Regions from separate parts of the Zea mays genome. Here all the other regions are linked to region 1. A link is a contact called in public Hi-C data. All regions are on one chromosome and are shown on one strand. The core of a region is the stretch at or near the end of the contact, and the rest is flanking DNA. Distances in the headings are between cores, read along the strand shown. Region 1 holds the start of LOC103643145 (probable peptide/nitrate transporter At3g43790). Region 2 holds the start of LOC100383492 (putative alpha-amylase family protein). Region 3 holds the start of LOC103643142 (pentatricopeptide repeat-containing protein At5g65560). Region 4 holds the start of LOC100273557 (3-alpha-L-fucosyltransferase).

What was found. Hi-C and Micro-C count contacts between places; a contact is called where the count stands out from the background.
Region 2: a Hi-C map of ear shows a contact between it and region 1, with 4 times the contacts expected there. The contact joins the promoter of LOC100383492 here to the promoter of LOC103643145 in region 1. A contact is called at or near these places in 5 of 25 Hi-C or Micro-C datasets (ear, leaf, root tip and 2 more).
Region 3: a Hi-C map of ear shows a contact between it and region 1, with 2.2 times the contacts expected there. The contact joins the promoter of LOC103643142 here to the promoter of LOC103643145 in region 1. A contact is called at or near these places in 2 of 25 Hi-C or Micro-C datasets (ear and tassel).
Region 4: a Hi-C map of ear shows a contact between it and region 1, with 3 times the contacts expected there. The contact joins the promoter of LOC100273557 here to the promoter of LOC103643145 in region 1. A contact is called at or near these places in 6 of 25 Hi-C or Micro-C datasets (bundle sheath, ear, leaf and 3 more).

The regions. Positions count from the first base shown.
Region 1 is chr1:203,756,822-203,761,532 of Zm-B73-REFERENCE-NAM-5.0, forward strand. LOC103643145 (probable peptide/nitrate transporter At3g43790) reads left to right here and starts at 1,400. Exons shown (of 16, transcript XM_023301406.1): 1 at 1,400-1,473; 2 at 1,588-1,648; 3 at 1,859-1,961; 4 at 2,057-2,159; 5 at 2,250-2,303; 6 at 2,417-2,479; 7 at 2,567-2,616; 8 at 2,700-2,775; 9 at 2,958-3,158; 10 at 3,321-3,408; 11 at 3,587-3,672; 12 at 3,989-4,096; 13 at 4,176-4,220; 14 at 4,310-4,398; 2 more. The coding sequence starts at 1,471.
Region 2 is chr1:203,980,011-203,984,743 of Zm-B73-REFERENCE-NAM-5.0, forward strand. LOC100383492 (putative alpha-amylase family protein) reads left to right here and starts at 2,247. Exons shown (of 4, transcript NM_001176140.1): 1 at 2,247-2,394; 2 at 2,491-2,623; 3 at 2,748-3,559; 4 at 3,680-4,135. The coding sequence starts at 2,296. The coding sequence ends at 3,961.
Region 3 is chr1:203,615,095-203,619,641 of Zm-B73-REFERENCE-NAM-5.0, forward strand. LOC103643142 (pentatricopeptide repeat-containing protein At5g65560) reads left to right here and starts at 3,085. Exons shown (of 5, transcript XM_008666292.4): 1 at 3,085-4,547. The coding sequence starts at 3,764.
Region 4 is chr1:203,963,396-203,968,200 of Zm-B73-REFERENCE-NAM-5.0, forward strand. It overlaps LOC100273557 (3-alpha-L-fucosyltransferase), which reads left to right and starts at 1,462. Exons shown (of 7, transcript NM_001147975.2): 1 at 1,462-1,976; 2 at 4,057-4,217; 3 at 4,540-4,781. The coding sequence starts at 1,629.

The sequences.
Region 1 (4,711 bases), core at 150-2,649:
CCGCCCGCGCAGATCCGGACCGATTTACCTTGTTGCCCTTCTCTCCACGGCCGTCGAGCTGCTGCTACAACAAGAGAAGAGGCCGGTGGGTGCGGCGGCACTGCTGCATGCAGTGAGTTCCGTTGGGAGGCGCAGAGGAGGACACAAGTTCGAGGAGAGGTCGCCTTCTTCGTTCTTCCACCACTCACTTGATGGTCGGTAACGGAAAACCTACGGTGATCCCACGAGCATGTTTTTCCCTTGATTTTCGGTACTATGTATGCATGCGGAAGAGCCACCACTTTCACTCCAACACGGTTCCACATGGGCCTCTGTGCAGGAAAACTCCTACTGCTTCTGCAGATCTCCCCTACAACTCTGCAAGCCAATGCTAGCGGCGGGCCGACATCAGAGCGTCGCATTGTGGATGCCCTAAATGGAATCACGCAATGGCGAGGCTGATGAATTGCCTCCTCGAGACGCAGGCGATGAAGCAAAGAAGCACTACCAAGAAGGGTGCCCTGGGTGCCGGCTGGACGAGACGAATGAGAGCAACACCGGCATCCCCTACCTCAACTTCTTCTACATCTGGATCGTCTGCCTCACCTCCTGTGGGTATTTGGCTCCTTTTTTTATTTTTCTAGTTCTTAGCAAGTGGTATGTAGCACGTAGACAAAGATCTAGGCCCGGGGTCGATCAGTGAAGGTTGGACTGTGTGTTACATCAAAAAAAAAAAGTTGGACTGTGTGGATTCCGGCATCTTGTCATATCCAATCCGAAAAATCATTCACTAAAACATGTAGGAGTAAGTTTTCGTGGTTTAGTCGGACTCCTGGCACAATCGCATCTGCAGAGGCGATTCAGCGGCCTGATACTCTGATGAATGGGCTTAGCCATGCTGATGCAAACATAACAATCTTTTCTGTTTGCTGTGCCGTTGTTGCATGCACCTAAGTTATTCGATAAATGCCAATGAGTGTTTCTCAAGTGATGGACCATTAATTGGTCCTGTCAACAGTCCATGGCAAGCATTTTAGTTGAGAAGTAATAAAAGAAAATTTGCTACATTAGTGCAAGGAGGCAGTACAACCGGTAGTAGTCCGCACTTGTGGTGAATAATTGATAATACTCCATACCGTCTATCGGAACATGTTGCAAAACTTGAGGAAAATGGTACATTTCCAGGTCAATGACTCCGAGGAATGCATATTGCATTGTTTTCGCCATTGTCAAATTTTCTAATCACACTTGACTTTTTCCCTACATTTTCCAGTGCATATATTTTCATTATGTGTTTATCCTTGTTTCTGGAAAATTATATACCATGGTATTGTTATAGAATAAATTTATAGAACATTTGCTATTGAATTGCATAGGCACTGATCTATTCGTCTTGCCACATCAAATTAGTTCTATTTGTTGTTGAATAACCCCTCATTTTTGTCCATCCCAGCTCTGCCAATCCAGTCGCTATTCCCTTATATATACTTCATGGTATGTATACACTATGGTCAACCTTACCCCCATTGACATACGAAAAAACTAGCAATTCAATGAATTCTGGAACATAATGATCCATAACTTTATAATATTGTTTCAAAACAACAGATGAGGGACTTTAAAATCGCAAAACAAGAGCAAGACATCGGATTCTATGCTGGATTTGTTGGTGAGTAATGTCTCCTCTCATGGTTGAGATTTCACATTTTGTTTATATATTTTTATGCTCTTCGGAATAAAACTTCCCATTTCAAATAAAAGAATACTCTTCGCAATCAGGTCGCATGAGTAGATTGTTTGGTTTTTGTCACGGTTCAATGATAGTTGTCATCAATTATCACTAGCTATTGTTTGGCTGACTGTATATTGTCTCTTTCAGGGGCAACCTATTTCCTTGCCAGAACCGTCAGTTCTGTGCCATGGGGCATATTTGCTGACAAGTATGGAAGGAAGCCCTGCATTGTGATCAGCATCATCTCAGTGTAGGGAACATTCAGCTACATTGTGGGATCATACTCGGTGGTCAGTACTCCAGCAAATGGGCTGAAGTAAACCTGGTTTTGATTTTTTTTTTCAGGATTGTGTTCAGCACACTCTTTGGCCTTAGCACAAGTTACTGGATGGCCATTGTGACTAGGGGGCTGCTTGGGTTGCTTTGTGGTATACTGGGACCAATCAAGGTTACTCATTGTATCTTGTCTGGATTGCGTTGCCCTGATTAACAGATGGATTAGGCAATAGATGCTCATGGATGCATATGTATTTTCCAGGCCTATGCTACGGAAGTCTGCAGGAAAGAGCACCAAGCTCTAGCAATGTCTGTTGTAAGAACAATCCCTAATATACTTTTCATTTCAATCCTTCAGCTTATTCACCAAATATTCAGATTGTAATGTAGTATACTTGTAGCTAACTTAGGTCTAACATGATGTCCTAGGTTACATCATCAAGAGCAATAGCTCTTGTTGTTGGACCAGCTATTGGAGGGTTTCTAGCACAGGTAAGGATAACCACACTTTATATAGTCCATGAAGCAAACATTGCAAAAATACATGACTAACATTATCTATCCTCAATCCTGTATTAGCCTGCAGAGAAGTACCCAAATATTTTCTCCAATGGATCCATATTTGGGAGGTGAACTACTGTTCATACTATTTCTACCATTTTTTATTGTTTTAAGCATATAATAAACTTTTGGAATTTGCTTCTACTTTCAGGTTTCCATACTTCCTCCCAGGCCTTGTCATATCGATACTAGCAGCAGGATCATGTATTGCATGCATTTGGCTTCCAGTATGCCACATCATTTTCCTTGAAACTCCAACCTGTTACATGCCTTAAAAACACATTAAATATATCAGGACTGATACGCCTCTGTATAGTACAAACTCCTTGTACCACACAAAACAGCATTCTTACAAAAAAAAATCATAAGGTTTTTAGAAAGTTCCTTAGCATTAATCCCATTTCCTTAGGAAACGCTGCACTTTCATGATAATGAAAAGGTAGAAGCTATTGATGAAATGGAGGCACAAGTTGGTGACTCTAACTTAGAAGTTGGAAAAGCTAAAGAATCTGGTTGCACGTCTACAAAGAACCTGCTAAAGAACTGGCAACTGATGTCAGCAGTAATCCTCTACTGTATCTTTTGTCTCCATGACACAGCTTATCTTGAGGTGATCTCTTCTTATCCTCTTTTCCGAATATTAATTAACTGATAATGAGAGTAACTTCTTCTATTACAATTCACTATGAGAGGATGCCAATAATATCATAGTGTCCCTTGAAGTAGCTGCTAAGCAGAAAATCCTAATACGTTTTCTAAATATCATCTTCAGACATTTTCACTCTGGGCAGTGAGCAGCAGAAAATTCCGGGGCCTGAGTTTGACATCCCAGGATGTTGGCATTGTGCTAGCTGTCTCAGGTATGTGATCTTTTTCCAAGTTTTTATGTAAATATTTATTGCACATCAGAAGCACAGTCCCTTGCCGGAAAAAAAAGAAGATAAATACTTAACCTGCAAAATAAATTAAAGTAACACATATTTAGTATCATTGCCATCGAATGATTTTCCTTGCAATAATTCCATTTTATCCTTGTAGGTATTGGTGTGCTCGTATACCAACTTGCTGTTTATCCTTTCATTGTCAAGTATTTTGGACCAGTTAGGCCGCTACGTCCCTCTGTGGTACGTGAGAAGTACATATTAATGGGATTTTCTTCAGTCCACCATTTATATGAAAAAAGATCAAGAACCTGAAACAAAAAAATAATGTTAAGTGGCGAAATGAATATGCATCAGCCCAGAAAAATAAAATCGATTGTTGGATACAGAGTTGAATATTAGATGGGGAAGATTAGTGGCTGGTTTCTTTCTATGAAAACTGTCAGGGTGTGCCTCACAAATTAAAAGAGAAGCAAATTCTTATTTCGTTAAGATGGTCTTTTAATTATTTCCATTTATATTTTCATGTACCATGTTCAAGTGGGTATTTGATTTGTAGGTCTTGTCTATACTTGTCCTCGCAATGTATCCCTTCATGGCCAAACTACAAGGGCTGGAGCTCAAGTTGCTCATCAACATAGCTTCGCTTTTAGAGAATGTGTTCTCTGTGAGTTAGCTTTTTTTATTAGTCAGTTCTCCAGGAATTTTTTATTTTGAACAGACTTATGCATATGCGAACAAAATAGGCTACAGTTACTACTGCGTGCAATATTTTGCAAAACACCGCAGTGGTAAGCATCTCTCCTATCTGATAGACTCATTCAGTACATATGCTTTATCATTTTCCTATGTTCAGACAATTTCTATGAAACATGTGCAGACACAAGAACACAGAGGTATTGCGAATGGCATCTCAGTGACACTGATGTCATTGTTCAAAGGTGTAGCTCCAGCGGCAGCAGGAATTTTGTAAGCAATGCTTTTATTGGTATGGACAAAAGAGTTAATGGTTGCTCCCCGAATCCCTAAGCTTCTTTTCTTACTATATGTTACAGGTTTTCGTGGACTCAGAAGCACATGACTGGGCTGTTATTACCAGGTATATGAACAACAAATACATGCACACTTGTGATTGATATACCTTACTTGTAGGACGGAAGGCATCTAAAACACAATAGATTACCGAGTTCATATTCTTGTTTGACTTGTCCAAAATGCAGGTGACCAGATCCTGTTCTTGGTGATAAACTCGGTGTCGATAATCGGATTAATTTTTACGTTC
Region 2 (4,733 bases), core at 997-3,496, 220 kb after region 1:
ACAGCAAAAGTCAAAGACAAAAGCCAAACCAAACACGCCCTCGGGCTATTTTTAGCAGCTCAAAATTAAGTTCCAAAATGCAAAATTGATCCAAGCGGACTCTTATTGAGCCGAAATTTTGCAAAATTAAGTTCCAAAATGCAAAATTGATCCAAGTGGACTCTTATTGAGCCGAAATTTTGCACACATTTTCATAATGAAGTCTAAAAGATGTCCAAAAAATTTGAGCTAAAAAGTTTCAACTTTAAAGTCAGATTGAAAATACAAATTCGAATCGAGGTTTTCTCAAAATTGCTCAAGGGATTGGAAATTTGTGCTCTAGGTGAATCAACCCATACCACTTGGTGGATATGATCCTAGAGGTCCTAGCATGTTTATATCAAACCTAAATGACCCAATAACTCGGATCCTTAAAATAACTAGAAAAGTAGAGAGGAGAAGAATCAACTAAAGCTCAAAACCCATCAGATTTAGTGCAGATTGAAAAACTTAAAGGACAAAGTGTGGTTACGACCACACTTCCTCAAAATAGATATCAAGGTTTAAAGTATCTAAGGAGCTCCTAACAAAATGAGAAGGAAAATGAAGATTACAAGCTAAAAGGCGCTCAAGAGGTAGCCGAATGGTTCAGCTTTCCACTCTTATTTATAGATGGTTATTTCTCCTTTCTAAACTACCTCTAAATATATAGGGTCTATCCACTCGAACAGAGGTAAAGTAGACCAACTCTTAGAATTTTGATCTAACAGTCACACTCTTCATGAAGTTGTTTCGCCTTGATGTACTCTCCGGGATGACGCCACGTGCGGCCTTCAATTCCTCCCGAACCATGCCACCAGATTTTGAGGCCCAAACCTAGCGAACCTGTGAGCTTTCGCAATGGGTGGTTTTGAGGCTCTACCACCAAAATCCCTACGGGTAGCGTACTCCATACGCATCATCACGTCCTAGACACGTGTCGTTCCATCAGTTTGCAGTTGCGACGGTGACTCAATTCAGTCTGCCATGTCTGTGTCTGAATGTGTTCCTAGATGTTAGCCATCATGACTAGTCACTTAACTTCTGCAGCCCTGATCAAGACTCATTGTTTGTCTTCGCTGCTTCTGGCCTATCACCACGAACTTGTATGCCCTCTTTGGACTCCACACCTGTGTGTCACATAGACGAAGACATATGCTACACAAATACACTCGCACTCTGTTTAGCCCACACGACTCAATCCAAGACACTACTATTATTGACAATCAATCATAACCCGAACCACAAGGGCGCATATCAACATTACGTTCGCAACTTCATATTATATATATAAGGAATATAAATATGGGAATTTTCAAGCCTTCCTCAGACATTAGTGCATGCGTTTCCCTCGGACATTTCGAAGGCTTTTTGTGGTTGGAGAAATGCTCTTCACACTTATACTCCCAATTTCCCAAGCCATTGAAAGAAGGAAATGCCCATCTAGAACGCTCTAGCAGATACCAAGTCGGCATCGGCAATTCAACGAGTTTGAGTCCAACTTCGTCAGAGATGCTGACTGACATGATCTCGTCGGCAATTCAGGAGTGGCTAAATCCATCGCTGCTGTTTCTGTTGGATTGCTTCGTTGGCCAAGCAAGCTCCATTGAGTGCCATGAGTGGGCTGGGCATTATCCAGTTCTCTCCTTTCTAGGTCGGCATCAGGCGGGGCTCGAATGCTCGATGGATCGGTCACTTTGCGTTTAAGGATGTGGATAGCATCGCCAGGTCAAGAATTTAAGGCGGCGAAAAAGCCGACGACGGGCGCCTCCATAGTCCGTCCATATATACTACGTCGTCCGTCCAGTCAAGGCTAGCTACCGCGTCTAGCTAGGCGAGTGCCGTGGCGCCCGCGCGGCCAGTCAGGCCTCCGGTTGCGGCTGTCCCAAGGCGGCGAGATCGATCGCCGAGCTCTTCCGTCTTGCCAGGAGTGAGAGTCTGGGAGCAACCGTCGTCGTCTCGCCGCCGCCGCAGCCGCCGCAACGGGTCTTTGTCTTCAACAGCACCACGCCGCCGCATGCATCTAGGCAGGCGCCTGTTGGACTGCCCCTCTTGTCGGCGCCGGACCTACGTGGCCCCTCTATCCATATATCCACATCGCATTAATGACGAGGAGCCTTCCCTCAACATTCCCTGCCTCAGCCACCGTGCCGGCGACGGCCTATATATAGGGCGCCCCCGGCGAGCCCACTCGGCAGTCGGCACAACCACACACACCTCCACCCACTCTCTGAGATAAGTGAAGCATCTCGCGCACTGTCGCAGTCGCAGACGGAGATGATGAAGCACTCGAGCAGCTTGTGCTTGCTCTTCCTCTTGGCGCTCTGCACCACCCTGCTGGCCTGCGGCCTGGTCCAGGCACAAGTCCTCTTCCAGGTACGAGTACGACGAGTATATATGTACCTGTACACGTCAATAATGTTATGGTCAACTTATCATGCATGCCACGACGATCTGTGCGCGCGCGTGCAGGGGTTTAACTGGGAGTCGTGCAAGCAGCAGGGAGGCTGGTACAACAGGCTCAAGGCCCAGGTCGACGACATCGCCAAGGCCGGCGTCACGCACGTCTGGCTGCCTCCACCCTCGCACTCCGTCTCGCCACAAGGTACTCTCACTACTGCCCGGCTGACACCCTCATGCTGAGCAGATCACTACGCTAGTACGTTACGTGTACATCCATGCTTTGTTGACATGAGATATATAACGCGACGGGCGACGGCCATGGGCAGGCTACATGCCAGGCCGCCTATACGACCTGGACGCGTCCAAGTACGGCACGGCGGCGGAGCTCAAGTCCCTGATAGCGGCGTTCCACGGCAGGGGCGTGCAGTGCGTGGCGGACATCGTCATCAACCACCGGTGCGCGGAAAAGAAGGACGCGCGCGGCGTGTACTGCATCTTCGAGGGCGGGACTCCCGACGACCGCCTGGACTGGGGCCCCGGGATGATCTGCAGCGACGACACGCAGTACTCGGACGGGACGGGGCACCGCGACACGGGCGAGGGGTTCGCGGCGGCGCCCGACATCGACCACCTCAACCCGCGCGTGCAGCGGGAGCTCTCCGCCTGGCTCAACTGGCTCAGGTCCGACGCCGTGGGGTTCGACGGCTGGCGCCTCGACTTCGCCAAGGGCTACTCGCCGGCCGTCGCCAGAATGTACGTGGAGAGCACGGGGCCGCCGAGCTTCGTCGTCGCGGAGATATGGAACTCGCTGAGCTACAGCGGGGACGGCAAGCCGGCGCCCAACCAGGACCAGTGCCGGCAGGAGCTGCTGGACTGGACGCGGGCCGTCGGCGGGCCCGCCATGGCGTTCGACTTCCCCACCAAGGGCCTGCTGCAGGCGGGCGTGCAGGGGGAGCTGTGGCGGCTGCGCGACAGCTCCGGCAACGCGGCCGGCCTGATCGGGTGGGCGCCCGAGAAGGCCGTCACCTTCGTCGACAACCATGACACCGGGTCGACGCAGAAGCTCTGGCCGTTCCCATCCGACAAGGTCATGCAGGGCTACGCCTACATCCTCACCCATCCAGGAGTCCCCTGCATTGTGAGTGACTCGTCAGTTACACTTACACACACCAGAATCTCACTCCCAAACCAGACGTAGTGCCTATATATACTATAGCTAATAATCCAACGTGTGCATGGCTGCATGATGCACGTCCAGTTCTACGACCACATGTTCGACTGGAACCTGAAGCAGGAGATATCCACGCTGTCTGCCATCAGGGCGCGGAACGGCATCCGCGCCGGGAGCAAGCTGCGGATCCTCGTGGCGGACGCGGACGCGTACGTGGCCGTCGTCGACGAGAAGGTCATGGTGAAGATCGGGACAAGGTACGGCGTGAGCAGCGTGGTCCCGTCGGATTTCCACCCGGCGGCGCACGGCAAGGACTACTGCGTCTGGGAGAAAGCGAGCCTCCGCGTCCCGGCGGGGCGCCACCTCTAGCAGCTCAGATTGCTCAGTCTTGTGCTGCATTGCAAACACAGCAGCACGACACTGCATAACGTCTTTTCCTTAATTTCCTGAATTTTACCTTTTCCTAGTTCAATTTCATATATGTATTTCTACATGTACACACTATCACAATCAGATAAATAAACAAGCTTGGTCACCTGAAAGAAAGTGTATGTTCTCCAATTAATAAGCCAGGATTTTTCTTATATATAACTATAGTAATATAAATGGAATATATATTATTACAAACTATCTCTTTTATTTTAGTCATAGATATATAAGTAAAAAATATTTTTTGGTTGGGGGGCCAGCAGGGCCATGCTAGCACCTCCATCTACGACTTGAAAGGCGATTGTGGGTGCATTGTACCTAGGTACAGGTCTACAGGGTTCACCAAATCAGTTGAAGGGTGAAAAACTGAAAATCGGCCCCATCGATAACCAGTTTATTGTGATAAACAAGTGAAAACTGGTCAAAATCGAAATCGCCTAGTTTTTGAATTTGATACGGTTCAAAACCGATAAATCGGCTGATAAGGCCGATTAATCAACTTCTGGCCTGATAAACTGGCGTCATAGAAATAAAAACCGAGCCATATATATTTTTGCAAATAAAACACATTGAGGCCCCATAATTTGAACAAAAGATGACCCCAAACATTATCACAAATCCAATAACAACATTTAGCAGTTCAAATACATTACATGACATTGTTTCATAGTTCACAAACAACATCGAAGATACAAATACACCATTCATAGTT
Region 3 (4,547 bases), core at 1,835-4,334, 140 kb before region 1:
AGCCATTAGATGAGAAAACCTTTTGCAGGCTGCGTAGTGAGCTAAATGTCTTAGATTCGCGTAACTTGGATTGATCTATAACATACATGTGTTCTATGCCTTTGATCATGTTACTTTATTCATTTAGGTAATTTGTTGCTTATTTATGTTGCTCAAGTTGTGCAAGGGATCCCCGGACCTCACAAGTCTATGTGTGAATGATGCACATATTTAGGGGGAGATGTGCTACAACTTGACCCTTTGAGACTAATCTGTTTGTTTGAGTATACTTGATGTAGTCTCAAAGGTGCATTGAAAGGGAAAGGTGAACTTGGACAATTAAAAGACTTCCACTGCACTCCGGTATTAGTGTACTTATTTCCAAGTTCATTCTTATGCTCTTATTGCCTTTTTGCTCTTAATTGACATTTTTGGTGAGGCAATGGGGTTAAAGGACTAAGAATGATCCCGTTTTGGTGCTTAATGCCAAAGGGGGAGAAATTAAGGCCAAAGCAAATGGATCAGCTACCACAAATGGATCAGCTACCACTTGTGAATTTTGAAAACAATAGAGTTAGCACTTTTGATTTGTCCAAAATGCTCTTATTACAAAATTTAGTCTCTTGTGGGGGAGAATTTATGATTATGGGAAAAGGGGGAGTTTTTGGCACTTGATCAATTTCACTCTTGGATTATCTCTCTTTATGCCCAAACAAGTGAGTTTGACTTAGAGATAGGAAAATGAATTTGATCTGCAAAACAAACCAAGTGGTGGCAAAGAGCGATCCAAATATGCCAAATTATAGTAAAAAACAATTTGGTTCTCAATTGCATTGATGTTGCACTTCTTTTGGTTGCTTTTGATTGTGTTGGCATAAAACACTAAAAAGGGGGAGATTGAAAGGGAAATGTGCCTTTGAGCCATTTCTATAATGTTTTGGTGATTAAGTGCCCAACACATATTCTCTAAGTTCTAAATGTGCCCAAGATTGAAAAAGTGCAAATCAAGGCATGAGGTATGTTTCTAGACTTAGTACATTGGTTTTTGAATACTAATATTTGTCTAAGTGTTAGAAACAGAGAAAAGAAGAAAAGAAAAAATTGCATAAGAGTTGGCTCGGTGCAGCCAAAACTCAGCTCAGCCTGGCACACCGGACTGTCCGGTGCGCCAGGCTGGTCTCCGGTGAAAAGGCCGCTCTCGGGAAAAGTTTGGCGGCGTACGGCTATAATTCACCGGACTGTCCGGTGAGCCAACGGTCGCCAGCGCAACGGTCGGCCGCGCAATCCGCGGGCGACGCGTGGCCCGCGCCAACGGTCGGCAGGGGCACCAGACTGTCCGGTGTGCACCGGACAGTGTCTGGTGTGCCAACTGGCCCGGTGCTGCAACGGTCGTCTGCGCTAGAAAAGGAAGGAGATCCGCACCGGACCGTCTACAGTGACTGTCCGGTGGCGCACCGGACTGTCGGGTGCGCCACACGACAGAAGGCAAGATTGGCCTTCCATGTTGATCTTCAACGGCTCCTAGCTGGCTTGGGGCTATAAAAGGGACCCCTAGGCGCATGAAGGAGTCACACAAGCTTACAAGAAACATTCTAAGACTCCAAGACTCCAACTTCACGCATTCGATTCTTTGTGATAGTGACTTGAGCTCCATTTGAGTTGAGAACTCCGTGCGTTGTGTTTTGAGCTCAAGTTGTGACTTGTGTGCGTGGTTGTGTTGTGGATTTGAGTCTTGTTTGTGTTGCTCTCCCCTCCCTTACTTCTGTGCTTCTTTTGTGATCATCATTGTAAGGCGAGAGGCTCCAAGTTGTGGAGATTCCTCGCAAACAGGAGTAATCATCTAAAGGAAAAACCGTGGTATTCAAGTTGATCATTGGATCACTTGAAAGGGGTTGAGTGCAACCCTCGTCCATTGGGACGCCACAACATGGAAGTAGACAAGTGTTACTTGGCCGAACCACGGGATAAAAATTGCGTGTCTTGTGTTGATCTCTCTGTGATTGTCTTGTCCATAAGAATTCGCTTCTCAACTACTTAGTCGCACTAACATTTCTATAACCAAGTTTTGTGGCTATTTAGTGTTGAATTTTACAGGATCACCTATTCACCCCCCTCTAGGTGCTCTCAGATAGTCGTTGCTCCGCTGGTGCACCGGACAGTCCGGTGGCACACCGAACAGTCCGGTGAATTATAGCGGAGCGGCGCTGGAGAAACCCGAAGCTGAAGAGTTCGAAGTTGTACGATCCTGGGGCACCGGACACTATCCGGTGCGCTAGACCAAAGCACACTTGGTTTCTTTGCTTCTTTGAATTTGATCCCTAACTTCAATCTTTTATTGGTTTGTGTTGAACCTTTATGCACCTGTAGAACATATAATCTAGAGCAAACTAGTTAGTCCAATATTTGTGTTGGGCATTCAACCACCAAAATTAATACTGGGAAAAGGTTAACCCTATTTCCCTTTCAACATGCCCTCTGCGTAACTGGTCCAGTGCACACCAGACTCTAGTCCGGTGCACCAGCTGCTCGATCCCGAGTTTAAGGAGGGCGATCAACGTAATCGGTGAGCGAGATCGCTGCCTCTGTTGCACTTATCTATATGCCTAGAGCCAATTTATGACCAAGAGTGATATATAATACTTGTTCTCAGTTTGGGGTACAATGGTGTGCTAATTCTATTTAACACATGAAAACTTTACATAAAATTCCTTGATTTTGTATGATTATTTAGGTTGAGGAATGAGGAGGTTCTTCCAATTGAAGAATTATTGAAATTTTGTAGTTATTTTCTACATTTAGGTCTTTATAGTTTTTTATTGTTTACAACATTAGCTCTCTAGAGACTTCATATGACTTCGTTTCCGATTGTTTCAAACCCGCTACCTAGTAGAATCCTCATTTGTCATGCATTTTTTATAATTGTCATGCATTTTTTATATTATAGTAGCTTCTATAGACAACGAGAATATACTCGTGTCACAAATAACGATCGTACTTTATGATGTCTATAAGATTGTCTGCAGCAATCTATCTATAGTTTACATAAAAGCACTATTTTGCACTGTTTCTGTACCGTAGATTGTACTGTTCGCAAAGCGAAGTTTGAATATGAGTAGAGATGGATAAGCTGTTGTAGATAGTTTTAGTTTCATTTTTTCTTGGACCACTCGTTCATTGGACAAATGAGAGAAGATGAGTGATATATTAAAGCATAGCACCTTTTCACCATTTATTCATTTGACAATGAAGAGATAAGTGATATATAAAAATCGTAGCAATGTACGAGCACATAACAATAATCGAAGTAGATGAGTTGTTGAAGTTCAACTAAATGCCTCTTTGACATGACTCTTCCTTTTTCAGCTTGAACCCTAGCTTTGGCTCCTTAAAAAAACAGTTACCTCCTTATTTTTAGAAATATCTCTAGAAAGAACACTCTATTTGTTTAAAAATCTAGCTTCTTCTATAACTCATCGAAGAGAAAAATATAGAAGATAAGTCGATATAAGTTTTTTTCTGACTTTCGGCTACTATTGATTTTTTAAGAAGCTTCTCCTTCATTTTCAAGAAAGAGTCCTACCAATGGGACGTAACCCGGATCGGCTCAGCCATTTCCCAACAGGCCAACACCGGGCCCATTTTCCAGTCTTCTGAGTTTCTGTCTTTCTGACTACACCCTGGCCCTGGATCCGCCTCCCGTCTCTGACCTCCTCACATAGCCGCCGCCGCCGATCTCCGTCATCGGCCCAGCAATGCCCGCCGCCACGCCATAGCTCACCGCGCGATGCCCGCGCCCGCGCCCAAGGCGCTGCCCCGTCTCCTCGCCGCCATATCCACCGCCGCCTCCTCGGCCACTGACCTCCGTCGTCTCTCCCTCCTCCTCCTCTCCCCCTCCGCTCCTGTGCCCCCCATCCGGTGCCTCAACACCCTCCTCATGGCGCTCGCCCGCCACGGCATGCTCTCGGACATGGAGTCGCTCGCCGCCCGCATGCCTGTCCGCAACCTCCACACCTACACCACCCTCATCAACGCCTATTGCCACGCTGGCGACCTCCCCGCTGCCAAGCGCCATCTGTCCTCGCTCCTGCGCGCCGGCCTCGCACCGGACTCCCACGCGTACACGTCCTTCGTCCTCGGGTACTGCCGCACGGGGCTGTTCGCGCACGCCTGCCGATTGTTCTTGCTAATGCCGCAGCGGGGGTGCGCGCGCACCCCGTTCACGTACGCAGCCCTGCTCCAGGGGCTATGTGGCGCTGGGATGGTGCGCGAGGCGATGGCGGTTTTCGCTGGGATGTGGCCTGATGGCTGTGCCCCTGATTCGCACGTCTACAGCATAATGGTGCACGGGTTATGTGGGGCAGGACGAGCTGGAGAGGCGGTTGCGCTGCTCACAGACGCAATGGGGAAGGGATTTGTGCCGAATGTTGCTGTATACAATGCTTTGATCGATGGCTACTGCAGTACTGGGGACTTGGAGCTCGCAATTGACATCTTCAAGGGGATGCAGAGTAAAGGGTGCTTGCCGAACGTCCGCACATATACTCAGCTGATATGTGGGTTTTGCAAGT
Region 4 (4,805 bases), core at 212-2,711, 210 kb after region 1:
CCGAGGCTGGACTTAGCTGCTGTCAACCTCACTCTGTCGAGTGGCACAGCAGTCGGAGCGACGCAGGCGGCACTGTTTTCTTGTCAGGTCGGTCAGTGGAGCGGCAAAGTGACTGCGGTCACTTCGGCTCTGTCGACTGAAGAGCGCGCGTCAGGATAAGGTGTCAGGCGATCCTTGCCTTAAATGCTCCTGCTATATGGTCGGTTGGCGTGGTGATCTGGCCAAGGTTGCTTCTCTGCGAAGACTGGGCCTCGGGCGAGCCGAAGGTGTGTCCGTTGCTTGAGGGAGCCCTCGGGCGAGACGTGAATCCTCCGGGGTCGGCTGCCTTTGCCCGAGGCTGGGCTCGGGCGAGGCGAGATCGTGTCCCTTGAGAGGACTGAGCCTTGACCTTAATCGCGCCCATCAGACCTTTGCAGCTTTGTGCTGATGGGGGTTACCAGCTGAGATTAGGAGTCTTGGGGGTACCCCTAATTATGGTCCCCGACAATTCTAGACACAAATACGTAAAAAGCGATGCGCTATCGACCAGTCTCGTTTAGATTATTAAACTAATGTCTCAATTACTTATCGAATACTCCATCCGTTTCAAATAGTATTTGTTTTAGCTTTCTTGATTTTTATATTTATATTCAACTATATGATGATGAATCCACTAAAGAAGCAAAATAAATTCTATTTTGATATAGAGAGAATATTATTTACTATACATATGATGATTGCATCGGTAGAGAGAAGCTTTTTAAAATTGAAATATTTTGTAAACTATTTATGGTCAACGATAACTCAAGAGAGGTTAAATGACTTAGCGATTCTATATATCGAAAAAAGTTGTTGGATAAGATTGATCTCAATAATATAAACGATGACTTTGTATCACAAAATGTTAGAAGATATTTTTAATGATATCAGATAACAACTAAGTGTTTTTGGATATATTTTACATTTGTTATCTTATAAACTTCAAAACAATGCATAATAATTTTTATACGTCAAATATTCGATAATATATGTATAATTATATATATTTGTATAATATATGTATAATTATATATATTTGTGTGTGGATGGGGCCTCTATATCGGATTTCTTACAGGGCCCCCGAAAAGTCAGGAACAACCTTGGATCTGGTAGTTGAGGGACGCCGTTTGTTTGTTTTTAGGGTTCCAAAACACTTGTTTTACATTTTTTCTTTCTTTCTTTTAGAAACACACGTTGGATTACAATTCCCGATGTCGGCCTGGTTTCGTTTCAAGCCCGAACTACTAGAAAACTGCTTTGAGCCCAACTGTCAAAGCCCACCGGCGGGCTCTCCAATCCAACAAAGGCAAAGCGGCAGCGGCCACTCCATTTCCCTGACACGTGGTGCCCATCCCACATGCCTGCTTCTCGCCGGCGCCCGTCTGTCTGTACGAGTACGACTCGTCCCTCGTCCGTGCCAATGGAGAATTGGAGCCGGCCGAACAGAACCAAATCCGTGCCCGTGCGAGGAAGATCTCAGCGGCTGCTGGCGCGGGGGGTCGTTGGCTCGTTCCAAACTCGCCTGACTCCGCCCACCGTCTCTTGGTCGCCCCACACGATCTCTCCACCACTCCCCACCCGGCGCCGGCGAGGCGCGAGGAGGGCCAGCAATGATGGTCTCCTCCCACTCGCAGTCGCAGGCGGGCCGCCGGCGGCGATGGAGGTGCTTGCTGCCGCTCCTCGTAGGCGCCGCCTTCCTCGCCGAGATCGCCTTCCTCGGCCGCCTCGACATGGCGAAGAACGCCGAGGTGGTCGAGAGCTGGACCACCTCCTTTTACCGCCGCTCCTCCCATTGGGGTGAATCCGTGGGCCGGGGCGCGGTCCCGAGGGCAGACGGCGACGGCGACGGCGAGGACGAAGAGATCCGGCGGTGCGAGCAGCGGCTCGAGAGGGAGGACGCCGTGCCCTACGACCGCGACTTTGACAGGGATCCCGTGCTTGTCGGTGGCGCTGCCAAGGTCTAGTGCATGCCTTTTTTCCCTCGTGCTCTTAGTTTGAGTTAGGAAAGTTAGTTTGTTAACGAATTGGTTCCACTGACCTGCTGCTGAGGTGGATCGAAGTTACTTCATAAGTTCTGGCGAAATCTCTGTTGCGTGAAACCTAGACCATCCGCCTGATTAAGTATTCATACTTGGTGAAGCATGACAGCAGCAGCTGGCAGCATTTTATGCTTGTATTTTTAAGCGTAAATCTTCATTCATTACGAATTTATGAAATAAGTCGTCCGAATAACAATATAACGTCATACAAGGACTTCTTCAGATTGTCTGTGGACGACTTGTATATGCATAGTCTGAGAGGGTGCCACTGGTTCCTATATGATTATGGAACCTTAAGTATTTGTGGCTTAGCTGAGCCAAAGAGAGAAATTTGAGCCTGATACAAATAAGATTACCCAAAAATGAAATGCTTCACTTTAGTTTCCCCTCTCTGCCCAGCCTTGACTCGGCCTAGCTGCTCAACCAGTTGGATTTTATGTCGAGGCATGTTTATATGTGCCTAAAGCCCTGAACCTTTGTACTAGATTAGTACTCTGTTCCTTGAATGAAAATAGGAAGTATCTCTGCCAGTGGCGGAGGCATCGCCCGGCCAGCCTGGGCTCGTGCCCGGGCTTCGCCTTCGACGACATGCAAGTGACCAGCTCGTATTCATCAGCCACAGACGTGGTCACACCATGGCCTCCCCATGGCAGCTAGCCAGCTAACCATCATGGCCTCACCCTCAATCCCTCGCGGTCACCAACGCCAAACGCTAGAGGTAGCTGCCTAGCACCAACAGCCAATCATCTCCCCAGGGCCTGGCCGCGCTCGCGCCAGTGCTGCAGTTGGCTGCCCTCTGCTGGCTTGGTCGACTCCTTCCTCCTTCGGCGCGGCTCACAGCAGCCCAGCGGACGGTGGCCACAGCAGGCTAACCCCGGCCACCCTGCGCAGCGTGCCCAGGCCCAGCCCCGGCTGCACGCTCTCAGCAGACCAACACAGCGCCCAGCATCAGCAGTCGGCCGTCTGACGCCCAACCTCAGCAAGCCAGCAGCCGGAGATGGAGCCGCTTTCTCCTGACGGTGCCCAGGCTTGAATCCGTGGCTGGCTCCGCCACTGATCTCTGCATGCTTGTATTGTCTCAAATGGTTAATTCGGATAGTTTGTTCAGATAAATGTAGTAAGTTTGAATAGCATTTGGTTTAGAAACCTATCATTTGGCACTTATTCTTCATCAATTCATCTCTTTTTGGCGGGAGGAAAGTGTATTGCTCTTAGATTAGAACAATTCTTGTGTCATGTTGATGTAGAAAGGAAAGTGGATGCAGTATTAATGTGTGTTACTCAAGGAGTGTGTTCTAAATACAAAGGAGTAAATAATTCTTAAATGCAACTGCTCAATGCCCTCCTTTCAATTCAATCCTCAATTGCAGTTTTGTTGTTCTGAAACCACGGGAAGTCTTGTTTTAAAAGCAGTGGTGGAACTTGCCTAAAATACGGAGTGGGTCCGCCTATATAAAGAAATCGTAGTTCTACAAAATTTTAAGTTTATTGAGTGGTGGATTATACTAGGCAAATACTAGTTTGAGCCTAGCATGCATTACAAGCCTTAATTTTTAATTACACATATCATGCTAGAATGAAAAAGGGGCCACAGCCCAAGCTGGCTGACTCGAATCTCCGCCCCTGCTAAGGAAGTTTTTTTTTCTGTTTTTTGTCACACTATTTGTTTTAATTTATTATTGTTTGATATTGCCGATGCTGAGTAGAACTTACTTGTTTCATAAAACTGATGTAAGGGTTTATGATTTGTATAGTAAGAAGGGTACAAGGCGTTTTGTCTAAATGATTTTTAAAATTTCATTTCTGTTGGGCCATACAGACTTTAAGCATTATAGATTCATATGTTCATGCTTGCACAATTAGTGATGTGCTGCTATTTATCGAGATTCTGCCACATATATGGAGATTGTGCTGCATATCCATAACATTAATGACCCATCAATGTCTTACTCCACATCTGTCGATATACGGAACTTATATATTTCTTTCTCTCACTCAGGACTGGAGTAAATGCTATGTAGGATGTCAATTTGGTTTTTCTGCCAGTAAGACACCTGATGCTACTTTTGGAATTGCACCAGATCCTTCTGTAGAGGGTATCCTGAGATCAATGGAATCATCTCAATATTATTCAGAGAATAATATTGATGTGGCTCGAGGGTAGGTAAGGACCAAGTTGTTCTGATCGGTGATTTCCTATGATTTCTTTGGCCATTTGAATTGCCATTCGGAATTTGGTACACATAGACATCCCCAAATCAAGGCCACAACCTTCTCTGTGCCTTAGCACCTGCCAATTCCCCAAGCCTGGCATCCCCAAATCAAGGCCACAACATTTTGATAATCAATGTTACTGGTCTGTTTTGTTACTTCCCCTTGTTTTTGTACCATTTCTTTCTTATTAATGAAATGACACACAACTCTCCTGCGTTTGTTAAAAAAAATGTTACTGGTCTGGTAATTTCATTGCTTCCTATAACAGGAGAGGGTACAAGATTGTGATGACAACCAGCCTTTCTTCAGATGTCCCAGTTGGCTACTTTTCATGGGCTGAATATGATATCATGGCACCTGTGCCTCCAAAGACTGAAGAAGCTCTTGCTGTAGCCTTTATTTCTAACTGTGGTGCACGGAACTTCCGTTTGCAAGCCCTTGAGATGCTTGAAAATTTGGATGTCAAAATAGATTCATATGGTAGTTGTCATCGTAACCGTGATGGCAAAGGTACACTTCCTCTGCTGTATGGTT